Regions from separate parts of the Mus musculus genome. Here all the other regions are linked to region 1. A link is a contact called in public HiChIP or PLAC-seq and promoter capture Hi-C data. All regions are on one chromosome and are shown on one strand. The core of a region is the stretch at or near the end of the contact, and the rest is flanking DNA. Distances in the headings are between cores, read along the strand shown.

Evidence for each region. Promoter capture Hi-C pulls out the DNA fragments that hold promoters and counts their contacts. HiChIP or PLAC-seq counts read pairs in DNA pulled down with a chosen protein or histone mark.
Region 2: a contact with region 1 is called in an H3K4me3 HiChIP or PLAC-seq map of craniofacial prominence, with 5 times the contacts expected there. The contact joins the enhancer-like site here to the promoter of Hoxd10 in region 1. A contact is called at or near these places in 4 of 39 promoter capture datasets (the C10 cell line, hippocampal neurons, liver and 1 more), 2 of 115 datasets of contacts at active chromatin or transcription factors (craniofacial prominence and embryonic forebrain) and 1 of 9 other capture datasets (adipose tissue).
Region 3: a contact with region 1 is called in a promoter capture Hi-C map of embryonic stem cells, with 3 times the contacts expected there. The contact joins the promoter of Ttc30a1 here to the promoter of Hoxd10 in region 1. A contact is called at or near these places in 15 of 39 promoter capture datasets (the 3T3-L1 cell line, 3T3-L1-derived adipocytes, the HPC-7 cell line and 10 more), 4 of 484 Hi-C or Micro-C datasets (embryonic stem cells, nephron progenitors, pro-B cells and 1 more), 5 of 115 datasets of contacts at active chromatin or transcription factors (astrocytes, differentiating embryonic stem cells, embryonic forebrain and 2 more) and 2 of 9 other capture datasets (liver and macrophages).
Region 4: an H3K4me3 HiChIP or PLAC-seq map of embryonic forebrain shows a contact between it and region 1, with 5 times the contacts expected there. The contact joins the promoter of Agps here to the promoter of Hoxd10 in region 1. A contact is called at or near these places in 11 of 39 promoter capture datasets (the 3T3-L1 cell line, 3T3-L1-derived adipocytes, cranial neural crest and 7 more), 2 of 484 Hi-C or Micro-C datasets (both in cortical neurons), 8 of 115 datasets of contacts at active chromatin or transcription factors (the NIH/3T3 cell line, embryonic forebrain, embryonic midbrain and 4 more) and 1 of 9 other capture datasets (embryonic stem cells).

Annotation. Positions count from the first base shown.
Region 1 is chr2:74,690,300-74,693,738 of GRCm38.p6, reverse strand. Hoxd10 (homeobox D10) reads right to left here and starts at 1,848. Exons shown (of 2, transcript NM_013554.5): 1 at 1,015-1,848. The coding sequence starts at 1,759.
Region 2 is chr2:76,027,800-76,031,238 of GRCm38.p6, reverse strand. Pde11a (phosphodiesterase 11A) reads left to right here. Exons shown (of 20, transcript NM_001081033.3): 16 at 238-315; 17 at 1,899-1,962. Among named protein-coding and RNA genes, the nearest start is that of Gm52518, 7.0 kb to the left of the region's middle. Within about 2 kb of position 1,763, at least 117 of the 459 cell types and tissues checked have an H3K27ac peak or open chromatin away from gene starts, as enhancers often do. A contact at or near this core is called in craniofacial prominence, embryonic forebrain and hippocampal neurons, where this site is marked.
Region 3 is chr2:75,980,367-75,983,805 of GRCm38.p6, reverse strand. Ttc30a1 (tetratricopeptide repeat domain 30A1) reads left to right here and starts at 1,839. Exons shown (of 1, transcript NM_030188.3): 1 at 1,839-3,439. The coding sequence starts at 2,069.
Region 4 is chr2:75,830,555-75,833,993 of GRCm38.p6, reverse strand. It overlaps Agps (alkylglycerone phosphate synthase), which reads right to left and starts at 1,817. Exons shown (of 20, transcript NM_172666.3): 1 at 1,483-1,817. The coding sequence starts at 1,781. It overlaps Gm34861 (a long non-coding RNA gene), which reads left to right and starts at 1,807. Exons shown (of 3, transcript XR_866490.3): 1 at 1,807-1,953.

The DNA.
Region 1 (3,439 bases), core at 599-3,098:
CTCCGTCCCCCCAAAAACATTCTAAGCCGTCAGGCCACCAGAAAGAACCATAGCTTGCTTCATCTACCAGTATCTCACTACTGCTCCAGGGCCCCAAGTCGGCCGCTTCTTACCCACCCCTCCTAGGCAGACAAGGAGATCCACAACCAGGTTTATAGGGATGCAGGCTGTTTCAAGAGATAATGAGGAAGCAGGGATCCCTTCTCCACCCTGACTGGGCATTGTTACAGTTCCCCCCTTCCCCCCAGAATTTCCTCAATTTTTCTTTGCTCTCACACAAAAGCCTTCCTCCAGAAATGTAACTCTGTGGCTCACCCGGTAGACAGTGAGGGACAGACTGCAGAAATGGGCGTGGGGGCTCAAGATTCCTTCTTAGAAACCCATATCCCTGGTTCTTTGCATTACCCCAGCCCTAGGTGGGCAATGCAGATCTGTTCTCCCCCTCCTCCGCCTTTGCCCCCTTTGTAGAAGATTGCAAAGCCTGCGGCACTTTCGCCAGACAAAGCCAAGGTTACCTCTGCTTCCCCACCCAAGCACCAACAGGCCAAACCATTTCCTTTCCCTCTTAGATCGCAGGATGCGGGGTGCAAACCCTTGAACACAAACACGGTGTCTTAGGCTACCTTAAAATGATCCCTGGGTTCAAGGCAAAAACTAGGGCTGCAAATCTGAGCCAAAGAAAAGCGGGCACTGGAGCCCTGTTTACAAACGGCTGGTCTCCTTTTAGCTCTTTTGTTGTATTTCGGATCTGGCTCAAGACTGATAAACCCGGCAAGCCTGTCCTCTGCCCAGGCGCCATCAGCTTGGGGCCAGGTCTGGCCGGAGCAGCGGGAGAGAAGCCCCGACCCTTTCAAGGCAGGGATATCCCTTCTAAAAGCCGGGTGGAGCAGCACCTGCGGAGTATGGGCTCTGGGCTCCGCTGCCCGGGCTCTGCTCTGGGCACCCGAGCGCTCCCTTTTCGAGGTTTTACCGGACTGCACGCCCCGCTGGGGTGGCAACTCTGTTCATACCGACCTTTGCTTTCCTTCTCCTGCACTTCGGGACTGGACACGGAAACCTCAGCCAGGCAGCTCCTGTCTTCTGGAAGGCCGCCTTTGGCCTCGGGGCTCTCCACTTGGGAGACTTTAGTGGGCTCCTGGCCGCTCGCGCTTTCGTTCATCTTCTTTTCCATCTGCAGCTGGGCAGCCGAGAGCTGCGGCTTGGCCGCGCCACGAGGGTTGAGCTGGAGCATGACAGTGGAGCTGCCTTCGGGGCTGTTATTGTACTCTTGGGTTTTCCCGGTGGCGTAGGTCTGACTCAGTCTAAAATATCCAGGGACAGGAACCTCGGGGTTCTCAACAGGACAAGACTCGGGGACCAGCCTCTGGTACGAAGGGACCTCGGCAGAAATGAGTTTGTTGCGCTTATCAGAATACATGCAGCAATTGGATTCTTCTTTAATGTTGGCGGTGAATGAGCAAGTGGGGACTTGCTGTGTAACAGGTTGCTCTATTCGACAAGATCTGTTCGGGTCTGTCCAACTGTCTACTTGAGGTATATAAGGATGTACATTCATACCCATATTTTGGTGGTTCACTTCTCTTTTGGCCAAAGACGGGAGCAGTCCACAGGTTTGCATTCCATAGGTCCCCATGTCTGCGCTAGGTGGTGGCATGTACATGCTGGCGCTGCTCGAATAAAAACTGTCACTCCTGCAGGCACTGATCAAGGAATCTACTAAAAAAGTATTAGCAGCAGGAGAGCTGTTGGGAAAGGACATTTTGGGGAGGAATTTGAAGAAGAGAGATTGTGTCCTTTGTAGGCTGACATCGCTAGGAAAACATTCCCGGTGTAATTGTGGATGCCTCTGCCGACCACATGACAACCAAGCCAATGAGATTTGAAAATGGCCTTGAGCCGCAGCCTCCTTGCAGGTCACGTGTTCCCCAGCCCGGCCGGCTGGCCGCGTAAGCACGGACAACAGCGACATCTACTAAGCGCCTGTGATAGTGCGCGTTGGAGACAACCGGCCCAGAGCTCTGCTGCCGGCCAGCCTGTCTCCCGGGGCTTGTTTGGCCGGCCGGCCTGCCCCACTCGAGTCCCCCACCCGGCCACCGGGCCCCGCCAGCGGAAGGAAAGGCTTGATTCGAGGGGCCTCCGGGAGGACACGCGTACTGAGGAAAGTCAGAGCGCTGTGGCGCCTGCTCACAGAAGCGCTCTCCCTGCACATACCCAGGCAGAACGCGCCCAAGAGGGCCGGTTCCCAGGAAGGGATAGGGGCGCGGGCTGGTTAATTTAGTACTGGGCAGCCAGGAAGGTGAGTCCGATTTCTCTAGTTCGGAAACATCCCTCCCTAGGGTTCCAAAGGGGGCTGTGTGAAAATCTTCAGTGCAAAGATTGGACCAAGGTGTCGGGGAAGCACTGGCGAATAGGGCCCCGAGGGTCGAGAGGCCACCACGCAGCTGGGCAAACCCGAAGCTCGGATGATGGTTCCAGCCCGTAGCTACCCCCTCCTTAGATCTTTCTGCTAGAACTAAGGGGGGGGGGGAATCGGCACCCACGAGCTCCTGGAGCCTTGACTCTGAGAGTAACCACACCCTGACCTTTGAGGACCGGCCGCTGGGAGCTTCCTAGCTTGGAGATAATCCTTCGCCAGCCGTTCCCTATTCGCGAAAGCGTCTCTCCGGCTCCCAGAAACAGCTAAAGCCAGATTTCCTTCCCCTGATAACACAGGGCAGAGAGAAAGGAAGGGAAAAAGAAATTTTTTTTCAAAAGAAAAGGGAAAACTCTGATCCCCGGACTCCACAAGTTTTAGAAAACCGGGCCAGAAGAAAAAATAAAAATAAAAAGAGGAGAGAGCAAAGCAAACTTGTCATTTAGATCTTCTGCAAAGAAAAATATGTTTTCCTTTTATGGATTTTGTAAAAGCATTGGTTTCTGACAAGTGCAAGGTACAAGGGGTTGTGGAATTTATTAATACATATTAAGAAGAATCAGGGCGATCAATAAAATTCTCATCTACATTCTTGGGCTACTTGGTAATTTTCTTGCTTCTGAAGGTTTTTAAAGAGTTATACCCGCTGTTGCCACAAACGGGAAGATATTTTATTAACAAATCAATCGAGACTTTGTAAAGGATAAGATTAATAGTTAAGATTTAGCATAATGGCGTTTGCTTTATGAATTATTGAAAATTATACTATTGATTTTTCCCCTCCGCTACTAACCAAGAAGGTCAATTTTTGTTTTAACACAAATCGTCAAATATTAAAAGCTATACTTTTGTCAGAAGTTAAATTTTATAGTTTTGGACGATCCCTAAAATTCTTTGACAAGGTTTTGTTTGGGCAAGAAGGGAATAAAGAGGGAGAGTCTAAGTCTTCCGTTTCCTCTGGTGAGGGAAAGTTTTATAAAGAGGATATGGTCTGGGGTTGTGGTCCAGCTCATTAAAGAACAACCA
Region 2 (3,439 bases), core at 514-3,013, 1.3 Mb before region 1:
TGGATCTATAATATCCTTTGTGGTAAATACATTTAGAAATGATTGCCACTTTCTCTTGATGTCTCAACATTTTTAGGTGATTTATTTTGATGCTTCTTTAGCCTCGTGATTTCAAATATTAAGTTACTGAGTTTGAGTCGCCTTATATTCTCCCTATAACTGTGTTTATGTCACTCTGTAGACTGAGAAATTTCATTCCAGGGTTTTTTACCCTTTCCTCATTTGATTTTCCTGCAGGAGAAGAACTGAGTTCTTCGAGCTTGTCAGGAAAGGAGACTACGATTGGAGCATCACAAGCCACCGAGATGTGTTCCGGTGAGAAAAAAAGCACTCATTGTGCGGGCTTTCCGTTATTGGACATTTAGCCACACTTTGTTTGTGTACATTGGGAAAGTTTCAGATTATCAATTGAATAGAACCTAGGTAATTATCCAAAGTATTCTCCGAGTAGGCAGCCACACAGAGATTATTTCCCGAGCAGGAGGCACCACCATGTGCTACCCACAGTCGTGGCCCCTCTTGAACTCACAAAATCTAGAATGAGAATCCTTGGAGTGTGTTGGTAAATCTGGTAGCTTGCGATAAACACAGAATCCTGAGCCCTTTATTTACCTCGAGACAGTTACTTAATGTCTCCGTGCTTTTGCCTGTAAGAATAATCGCATCCAGCTCTGTGGCTACAGCGAGGGTTCTGTCAGAAGGCAGTTAGCCCTTTAGGTAGGAGAGCATTTTCATGCAAAAGCACGGGAAAAGTGAGCACTGCAAGGTGCTCCCTACAGAGGATCAGAACCCAACAATAGACAGCTGTCTTTGTTTGCAGAGAACTTAGCTTCTGGGTGTTTGGTGCTGCTTCTTAAATGCTGCTCTAGTCCAAGGGGGTGGTTGACGCTGGCGCAGCCTGACTCGCTGTGAATGATCCATTGTTAGCTGGGACTCTGCCCACTCCAATCCTGCTCTGCCATCTGGGCAGCAGACATGTTTCCAAGATGTTGAGATCCAGCAGGGTTTAAAATGCTAGCTGACAGCGGTGGGGCAACCCTCTGACCTTTCACAGCGTACCCTTTCTTCTGAGAGCAGCAGCCAGGGCACCTCCTGGACCCAGCCCTGGGCTACTTTCATCGTATACTTCCGGTACAGCTGAAAAAAAAAAAAAAAACCGGCAGACTGGAGATGAAAGATATACCTTAATTTTCACCCTTTCACCACATCTGATAATACTTCCAGCATGCCCTTGGTTCAGCATAAATCCTGGTTAAATCTGCCCTTGAGAACCTGATTCATGGCGTACCTGTGTTTTATGTATGCACAGATGAAGGAAAACTACAGCCAGATACATTTTTTGAGAACGTGTATAAAATATAGTGGACTCCGGGCAGTAATCCAGGTGACACAGTGTGGCTCTCTGCTAAATCGTGGCTGTGTGGAGCTACGCACATAAGAGAGCTTCTGCCACAGCGTGTCCCTCACCTCTTTGCCATGGGTTTCTGTCCTTTGTCGTCTGTGCTAAGTCAGTAAGCAGATTCATCGGCCACACAGTGTTAGACACCGAGATCACCTTGCTTATGGTTAAGAAAGGGAAACGCTCCTTGCACGTTATTTTAGCCAGAGCCTGCTTGACTCCGGTGTAGAAAGAGGGCTGCACTGCTTTCCTGGATTTGCCGCAGACAAAACAAAGCAAAGGGGCAAACAGGGAGGATGTGAGAAGCCTTTGTCTTCTAGGCAGTGTCCACTTCATGATGGAGAAGCAGAACCGGGGCACTATAAACAGTGTGACCCTTTGTTGAGGGAAGAAGATGTGGGCTGGCCCCAGCTCCTTATTTTCATATGGATCTAGGGTGAATTTGCTTAGAAATGCAACCGAAGATTATTCAGGCTGTTTGTTCTGTTCTGTTTTTCAGATCAATGTTAATGACAGCCTGTGACCTTGGAGCCGTGACCAAACCGTGGGAGATCTCCAGACAGGCAAGTGGTGATTAATGGCAGAGCTCAGCAGAGGAGGGACGGAAGGGTCTTTGAGAGGCACTGGTCTGGCACGGAGCCACAGCCGGCTCAGTCGGAAGGCAGCTCACCCCACAGTCTTTCTCTCCAGGGTCCCCCCTCAACAGTGCTATTTCTGGCTGCAAGATTTTGCTAATGTGCTAAATCTGAACAGCTCTTTGACCATTCCGTAAGCCAAACAGTTCGCAATACTGTTTTTGAATACATAACAGTGTTTTAGCACAAGATTCTATTTATCACTTACAAAAAAAAGAAAATGGAAAAGAGAAATTCTGTTTTTGTTTCAGGTACCATTTAAGTGTCAGAGAGGGCTCTATGGCCAACGCGTGCAGTGTCCCATTTAACTTTTATCAGGACCTATAGTAATCTTATAACCATAAGCACCCGAGCATCCTCTTCAAGCAACAGTAGTTTTAAATTAAGCAGCTCCCTAACTCAAGTTCCTTGATGATTAAGAGGAGTTAATAATAGCTCCTTAGGTTTTGTCACCCTCTTTGACTTAATTTTATTTTATTTTCTTGAGCCAGGGTGACTTGATAGCCTCTAGGTCGCTCTCAAACATTGGCTCAAGTGTTGCTCCTGCCTCAGCCTCCTGAGGTGGAACTAGCTAGCAGCAACCTCACCGAATTTTGTGAGACATCTATTATGTAGACTGTAGGCTCTAAAACAGTACCTTGAGAAATGACGTTTTGGAGGAAAGAAGATATATCCAGATATCAATAAATGACTGTTTTGTGCAAATGTTATTTTATTTAATCTTTTAAAAAAAAACTTTATGGTAGGTATACAATATGCTGGATAATCACCACACAAACATATCAAGTCAAAATCCCAGAAGCCTATAACTATTACCTGAGAAGAAAAGGACAGTTTTCTACTTGCAAGAGTGGATGTTGTAAGTGGTTATGGATCTAGGGTGAGTTTGCAGTTTGTAGTAAGGATTTGCTGAGGAAGAACAGCCTGATGATCCAGAGGAGTCCCAGCTACTATCACAAATGTCCTTGTAAGAGAGCAGAGAGCTCGGAACACAGAGGAGCAGGCAGTGCGAGAGTCAGACAGAGACTGTCTGGTGATGTCTACAGGGAGTGCCAGCAGCTCCCAAACACCAGAAAGAGGCAAAAACAGGAGGAGCCTTCAAAAACAGGAGGCGCACACCGCCAACCCCGGGACTTCTGTCCATCACCTTGATCTTAACTGCTGTTCCAAGATCTCTGCAAAAATAACCCTCTGTTATCCCAGCCAGAGTTTCGAGTGAGGTTTTGGAGTTTTAGGGAATTAATTTGGTCATTACATTCACTTCACATACAGGAAGGACGGGGCTTTGAATAAGTAGCCTGAGGTCTTCCTTAGATGGTAGCTGGTGGATTAAAAATAGTCTCGCATTTCTCAGCTTTCTGGAGGATTGCTGCCATAGAGTAACTACTCAGACCAGGGGGCTGAG
Region 3 (3,439 bases), core at 590-3,089, 1.3 Mb before region 1:
TTCATCATGTAAGTACAGTTTTGCAGACAGAGAGACTGAAAGGATAAAAGGTCATTTCCTGATTTCATGTTTATGCATCATAATTTAAGGCCAGCTTTTTCACAATAACAGTCTATGCATAAAGATTTTTAAATACTGAGTGTGAATTTCCAAATTCAAATGTCAGGCAGGGCAGCAGTTGTAAAGGAGACATATCATATTCTTTAATATGTGAGCATCACATACCCCCACCACAGACTTCACCTAAAAGGGTACCAGAAAATCAGAGTAATAGTAAACTCAGAGTGGGGATATAGAAGTAGTCCTTACCTGCTTTCTGTAAAAAAAAAAAAAAAAAAAAAAAAAAAAAAGATCTTTGGTGGACCAAAGGCCCACTCCACACACATAAAATGGGTGCAATCTGCTCCTTCCTTCTTATTGATTGCAGAAATGCCCCTTGTGTGATGACATCCAAGAAGTCACATGGCTGCAAATTCTCCACATGAGGGAAGGCTGAACGCACATAAAATCGGCTGTTATATGATAGGATTATACGATAGGAGCAAATGTATACCTGCTTCAGCCTTTTCCTTGTGATACCAGGAACTAGGGGATACCCAACCCCACTAGTCATTGTATATCTGTTTGAAAGTGCAATTGAGTCATGGAAGTCAGAAGCCTACTGCCCACACCAATTTACTTGATTGTTTCTATAGAAAAAAAAAAAAGGGACACAGCAATCTTTCCTCATACACACTTGGTGCCCTCATTTGGCAGGCCTTTACAGTTTCTTGGAGACATGAAGATAGAATGATTTGCCATTCACCGTTTCTCATGGAACCTAGTTCTTGGTTGTCATGGTTCAGCCTCTGTAGTGTTTGAATGAGAATGTCCCTCGTAGGTTCAGATGTTTGAACACTTAGTCCCCAGCTGGTGGCACTGTTGGGGAAGATGTGGCATTGTTGGAAAAGATATGTCACTGAGATTTTAAAAAGTTTCCGCCATCTCACCATCACACTATCTACCTCCATCTTGGAGGTGACAGAGAGCTGCTTCTGCTGAGAATCTGGGTCAGGAACTCAACTATGACTCTTTCAGAAGGTCTGCTTTAGTCGATTCTGGAGAAAGCCTGATTTGATGCTATTGTCTATCTGCTCCTTGGCTTGTGTGATTTTACTTAGCACAGTTACCCAACTAGACACTCTGATCTGCCTAGGACTCTCATTGGGAATCCTAGCTAACCTCTTCAATGGCTGCCCTAGTTGATTTCAACTAATATTTGTAAGCCTTCAATTTGATTATATTGAATTATCGATCTGATGTTTCTATCAGCTATTTCCTACTATTTTACCTTTGCTTACTATATTCTTAATAAACGGACGTTCAAAACCCAAAAACAAACAAACAAACAAAATGCCCGCCATTTGTAGATCATTTTCTACTTGGTGCAGAATGCTTGGTCACTGTACTATTCTATTAAGAAGTACACACTTAGTTCGGCACTAACGGATAATTCAGCAGATTTCAAAATATACAATAGGGAAAAAAAGTACAAGCCTCAAAAAACCTCCAGGGACCCCAGGCCCTAATCAGGTTACTGCTCTTCCACAGAGAGGTCACACTATCTAGCTAGAAAACAAGCAACGCTCACTCGTTCTAACGAGTAAAGGGAGTCTAAAACTCCTACTAACGGCCTAAAAGTCTTATGACCTTTTCCTATCTGAATTGAATACACAAACAATACGCCAAGTCCCCAGATTTCAGTACTCGTGAAATAAGACTACAACTCCCAGAATGCAAAGTGGATACGTCCCATTGGGGAAGTAACAATGTTGCATGCCGGGAGAAACCGGGAGTATAATGTCTGGACTACTTGCAACAAGTTTCTGTCCCTTCTCCGACTTCTGTCCCAACCCAGTTTGTAATCTTATAAGACAAAACAAAAAAATTCAGGGATTATGTCAACGGTTCCTAGTCATGCGGAACAGATCCTTTCTACCTCAGACCTAACCGCCACCCGCTGGATGAACTTCCGTTTCCGGTTACCTAGTTTCCTTGGAAACTAGCACGCGCTACAATTTTGGCGGCTATGGCGTGGCAAAGCAGCTCTAAAGTTCCCGACGGTGAGTTCACAGCGGTGGTGTACAGGCTCATCCGCGACTCCCGCTACTCAGAGGCGGTGCAGCTGCTAAGCGCAGAGCTGCAGAGAAGCTCCCGCAGCCGCGCAGGGCTGTCGCTGCTGGCCTACTGCTACTACCGCCTGCAGGAGTTCGAGCTCGCTGCAGAGTGCTATGAGCAGCTGAGCCAGATGCACCCGGAACTCGAGCAGTACCGCCTGTACCAGGCCCAGGCGCTGTACAAGGCCTGCCTGTATCCAGAAGCCACCAGGGTCACCTTCCTCCTGGACAACCCCGCCTATCAGACTCGAGTCCTTCGTCTCCAGGCTGCTATCAAGTACAGTGAAGGTGACCTCCCAGGAGCCAGGAGCCTGGTGGAGCAGCTGCTGAGTGGGGAAGCTGGAGAAGACAGTGGAGGGGAGAATGACCCAGATGGTTTGGTCAACATGGGTTGTCTGCTCTACAAGGAGGGACACTATGAAGCTGCCTGCTCCAAGTTCTTAGCGGCCCTGCAGGCTTCTGGCTACCAGCCTGACCTTTCCTACAACTTGGCATTGGCCTATTACAGCAGTCGGCAGTACGCGCCTGCTCTGAAGCATATCGCTGACATCATTGAGCGTGGCATCCGTCAACACCCAGAACTCGGTGTGGGCATGACCACGGAGGGCATTGATGTTCGCAGTGTTGGCAACACTGTAGTCCTTCACCAGACTGCTCTGATTGAAGCTTTCAACCTCAAGGCAGCCATAGAGTATCAGCTGAGAAACTTTGAGGTAGCCCAAGAAACTCTCACTGACATGCCTCCTAGAGCAGAGGAAGAGCTGGACCCCGTAACCCTCCACAACCAGGCTCTGATGAACATGGATGCCAAGCCCACAGAGGGCTTTGAAAAGCTCCAGTTTCTGCTCCAGCAGAACCCCTTTCCCCCAGAGACCTTTGGCAACCTGCTGCTGCTCTACTGTAAATATGAGTATTTTGACCTGGCAGCTGATGTCCTGGCAGAAAATGCCCACTTAACTTACAAGTTCCTCACACCCTATCTCTATGACTTCTTGGATGCCATGATCACTTGCCAGACAGCTCCTGAAGAGGCTTTCATTAAACTTGATGGGTTGGCTGGCATGCTGACTGAGCAGCTCAGGAGACTCACTAAGCAAGTTCAAGAAGCAAGGCATAACAGAGATGATGAAATTATTAAAAAGGCTATGAATGAATATGATGAAACTCTTGAGAAATATATTCCTGTACTGATGGCCCAGGCAAAAATCTACTGGAATCTTGAGAATTACCCAATGGTAGAGAAGATCTTCCGCAAATCTGTGGAATTCTGTAATGACCATGAT
Region 4 (3,439 bases), core at 568-3,067, 1.1 Mb before region 1:
TTTCTTAAAATGAGGGAGGGGACACAGCTCTGAGAGAGACAGAAAGTTTATACGGTAAAACAGCCTAATGGAATTCAAACCTAGGTTTGTTTCCAGCCATTACAGTTGCCAATCGAATCTTCATCTCCATTCCAGTGTCCTTTCTAAAAAGTAACTCAGATGTTCTTTCCGTCCGCATCCCTGTCATTCTCACAGCTTCTGCCACACCTGAGTCCGGTAGTTCTCTAGTCCCCCACACTCTTTACCTGTGACCATTCTGTTTGTCTACCACGAGCTTTCTCCCCCTCCAGGGCTGTTTTCATTACAAACTTCAAGATTTACACAGAAACCCCTGGCTCAGAAAAGCCTTTATCCTAACAAATACATATACTCAAAACTAGGGTTAAATGACCATGAGTTTCAATTATCAGCTAAATTTCTTAAACTGTATTATTACTTTGGTGCCCTACAGGGAAGAGCACATTTCAGAATCCCTGCATTTCTGGCACAGTGTGTATGCAGTGAGAACTTAATTACATGGGTTGAATTCATGAGGCAGTCCATTTGATTTGCTTTTGATGTGTAAACTGTAACACAGGTACCTGCTACCTGCAGCACACTTCTTAACCTTTTCTTCTAATTTCTTCATCTGTAAAATGGAAGACTACTGCACCTACCTAATACCTTAGGAACGTAGAAGTAATGGAAATAGCACCATCTCCAGCACTTTGAAAGTACACATTCGAGTTAGCAAAATCTTTTTTTTTTTTCATTCTCCAAGTTTTTCCAAACTGATCATCTCAGAAAACACCATCTCTCGACAGCTTTCATCAGAGACAGAGATTCTCCTCCAATGGTCTTAAGGTTTTACAAACATTCCTCATTCAGACTCTTGTCTTTTAGCTTCTTAAAGGATCAGTAGCTGGAATACCAAAGTCTTAAGTCACTAACGCTTGCAGTCTACTGTATCTCACTCACTCACTCACTGGTTTCCTCCCTTAAAGTTAGAATCCATGACCACAAGGAAGTGGTAACCTACCCTACAGAAACCACTCACACCTCTCCCCAGAGTACCACCATCCCACTCCAGCTTGCTAGCATCCAGGCTTTTGAGAATTCGTAGAAATCTGATTATCTAGTGCAATTTTAAAACTCCTCGTCGTAGATTAAGACAATCCTCCTGCTACCCGTTCCAAGATAGAGAATGAATTTCCAGCCTCCAAAACCCAAAAGAGGGGATCCGCTTAAACCCTTTTCCCACTAGGTCATGAAATGTGTTTCCTTCAAAAAGAGACACCAAAATCCGGCCAAGCCATGCCGCCCCTTCCCGACAGAGTCCGGTGTGTCTGGTCCACTCCCAGCCCGCAAGCTGATGTACTCTCAGGGATCGGAATGCCTTCCGCCCACCCTGCCAACTCCCTGCCCACTCCCGTGCTCTCCTCTCCCACAGCCCAGGCCGCTCACGGCCTCCCGCCGCCAGCTCCATCCCGGGCCGCTACTCACCGCTTCTTGGGGATGGTGCCCGACTCTGGTGCGGCAGGAGTAGCGGCGGGCGACGCCCCGGCCGCCGACGCGGCTCTCCGCGCTTTGCACTCATTGGTACTCGGAGCCTCCTGGGGCCGGCCCAGCAGATGGCCCGACAGAACCCGCAGCCGCCGGCGCGCGCGGCCCGCGTCTGGGTCCCGCTCGCTCGCGCCCGCCTCGCCCGCCGCCGCCTCCGCCATGGCTTCCGCCTTGTGCCGCCGCCCGAGGCCGCTGGGCTCGGGTGAAAGGTCACTCAGAGCGGCGCCCCGCGCGACCATTCGCTGCGGCGCATCCCGGCAGTCACCGCGGCGACTGGCGGCAGGGGCCTTGCGCCTGGAGCTTCAACGGGCTCTGTCCCCGCCCACAGCAGCTTCGCCCCGCCCCTCCCCGCCTCGGCCACGCCCGCCGCCGCGCCTCGCCACGCCTCGTCCTGGCGTACCTGCAGAGCAGGTGAGTTCCAGCGGAGCCCGGATTGGCCCAAAGGGGCAGGAGGAGAGCCAAACTACACAGCACACCCGCAGTTGCCAAACCTATGGGTGTGGCATCTTGGATGTGGCCCGAGCGCCCGGAGGCTATTTTCTGGAACAGATGCCTAGGAGCCTGAATAGTGAGTGGGCCGGTGGTGCTGCTGATCTGGCAATGGAGCCAAACCTGGTGAACTTCCCCTAGGTCAAAACCAATCCTTTAAGCGATAGAGCCAGTGCCCCATCAGTCTCTAGGTGTCTAGCACTGTGTTCAGCACTCATGTGGAAGTGAGAGGACAACTTCCAGTTGTCTCTTTCCACCATGTGTATCCAGGGCATCAAACTCGGGTCATCAAACTTCGTGGCAAGTACCTTTACCTACTGAGCCGTCTTGCCCACAGGCTGTATAAAAACCACAGCCTTCAATCTAATGGTTGTTTTTTTTTTTTTTTTTTTTTTTTGGTTTTTTGGTTTTTTGGTTTGTTTGTTTACGTGAAAAAGTGTTATCTGCAAAAATACCATTGAGTTCGTTTTGTGTTAGCCAACAACTCCTAGGCATGGGGCCCACTCTGAAGTGTGGTTAATATACCTAGTGAGACTCCACTGGCAAAAAGTACTTTTCTTGTGCGGATGGGTACCAATTTCAGATAGCTTTTTGGTTCATGGTGGGACGCTGTGTCCACTTCAACCTCTCAGCTCTAGGATTCCATCTGGCTTGATCCCCTGTACATCCTTTGTGTGCTGTCACAGTTTCTGTGAGTTCGTATGTGAATTAGTTCTGTTGTATACAAAAGACACTTTCTTTGGAGTCATCCATCAGCTCTGACTCTTAGAATCTTTCCTCCTCTTCTGTGTCGATCCCTGAGCCTTGAAGGGAAGGTGTTGGGTGGCTTAGCATCTTTTTATACTTGATTTTTTTTCCAGATAATATAAAAGCTATAAAGGCCTAGTAACATCTATTTTGTGCATCTACCTAAGGTCTCTGTTGAATTCTCTTTGCTCTTCTGACTTTTAAGTCCATGAGAGCTCTGTTTAGGTGACCATCCTCTCACCAGGGCAAACCTGCTCCTGCAGGGTGTGACTGGGGCTGGATGCATGACTAAGAGAACAGATATGCATTCCTGAACATTTCATAACAGAAGAAAGAGATCCTTTGACATCATTCTCTGCTAGAGAAGTAGCGTCTTACTTAAAATAAATCAATAAGTAAACTTCAGTTTGCCTTCCAGTGCTGTGCACATGTTCATAATGACCATCCTGCCTTGCACAAGCTGAAGAAAACGATGCATTCATATCTATTGGCTTGGTAAAAGTCGCCAGAGAAGTTGGAGGTGACTCGGTCCAAGAATTAATGAGCTAAGGGTTTTTCCTAACCGCTGTCCCCTCCATTCATCCAGACATTTCTCCCACTTCCTCATATTTTACTTCCATTATCTTCATCCGGCAAATTCAGATATCACCAGTGACGTTGC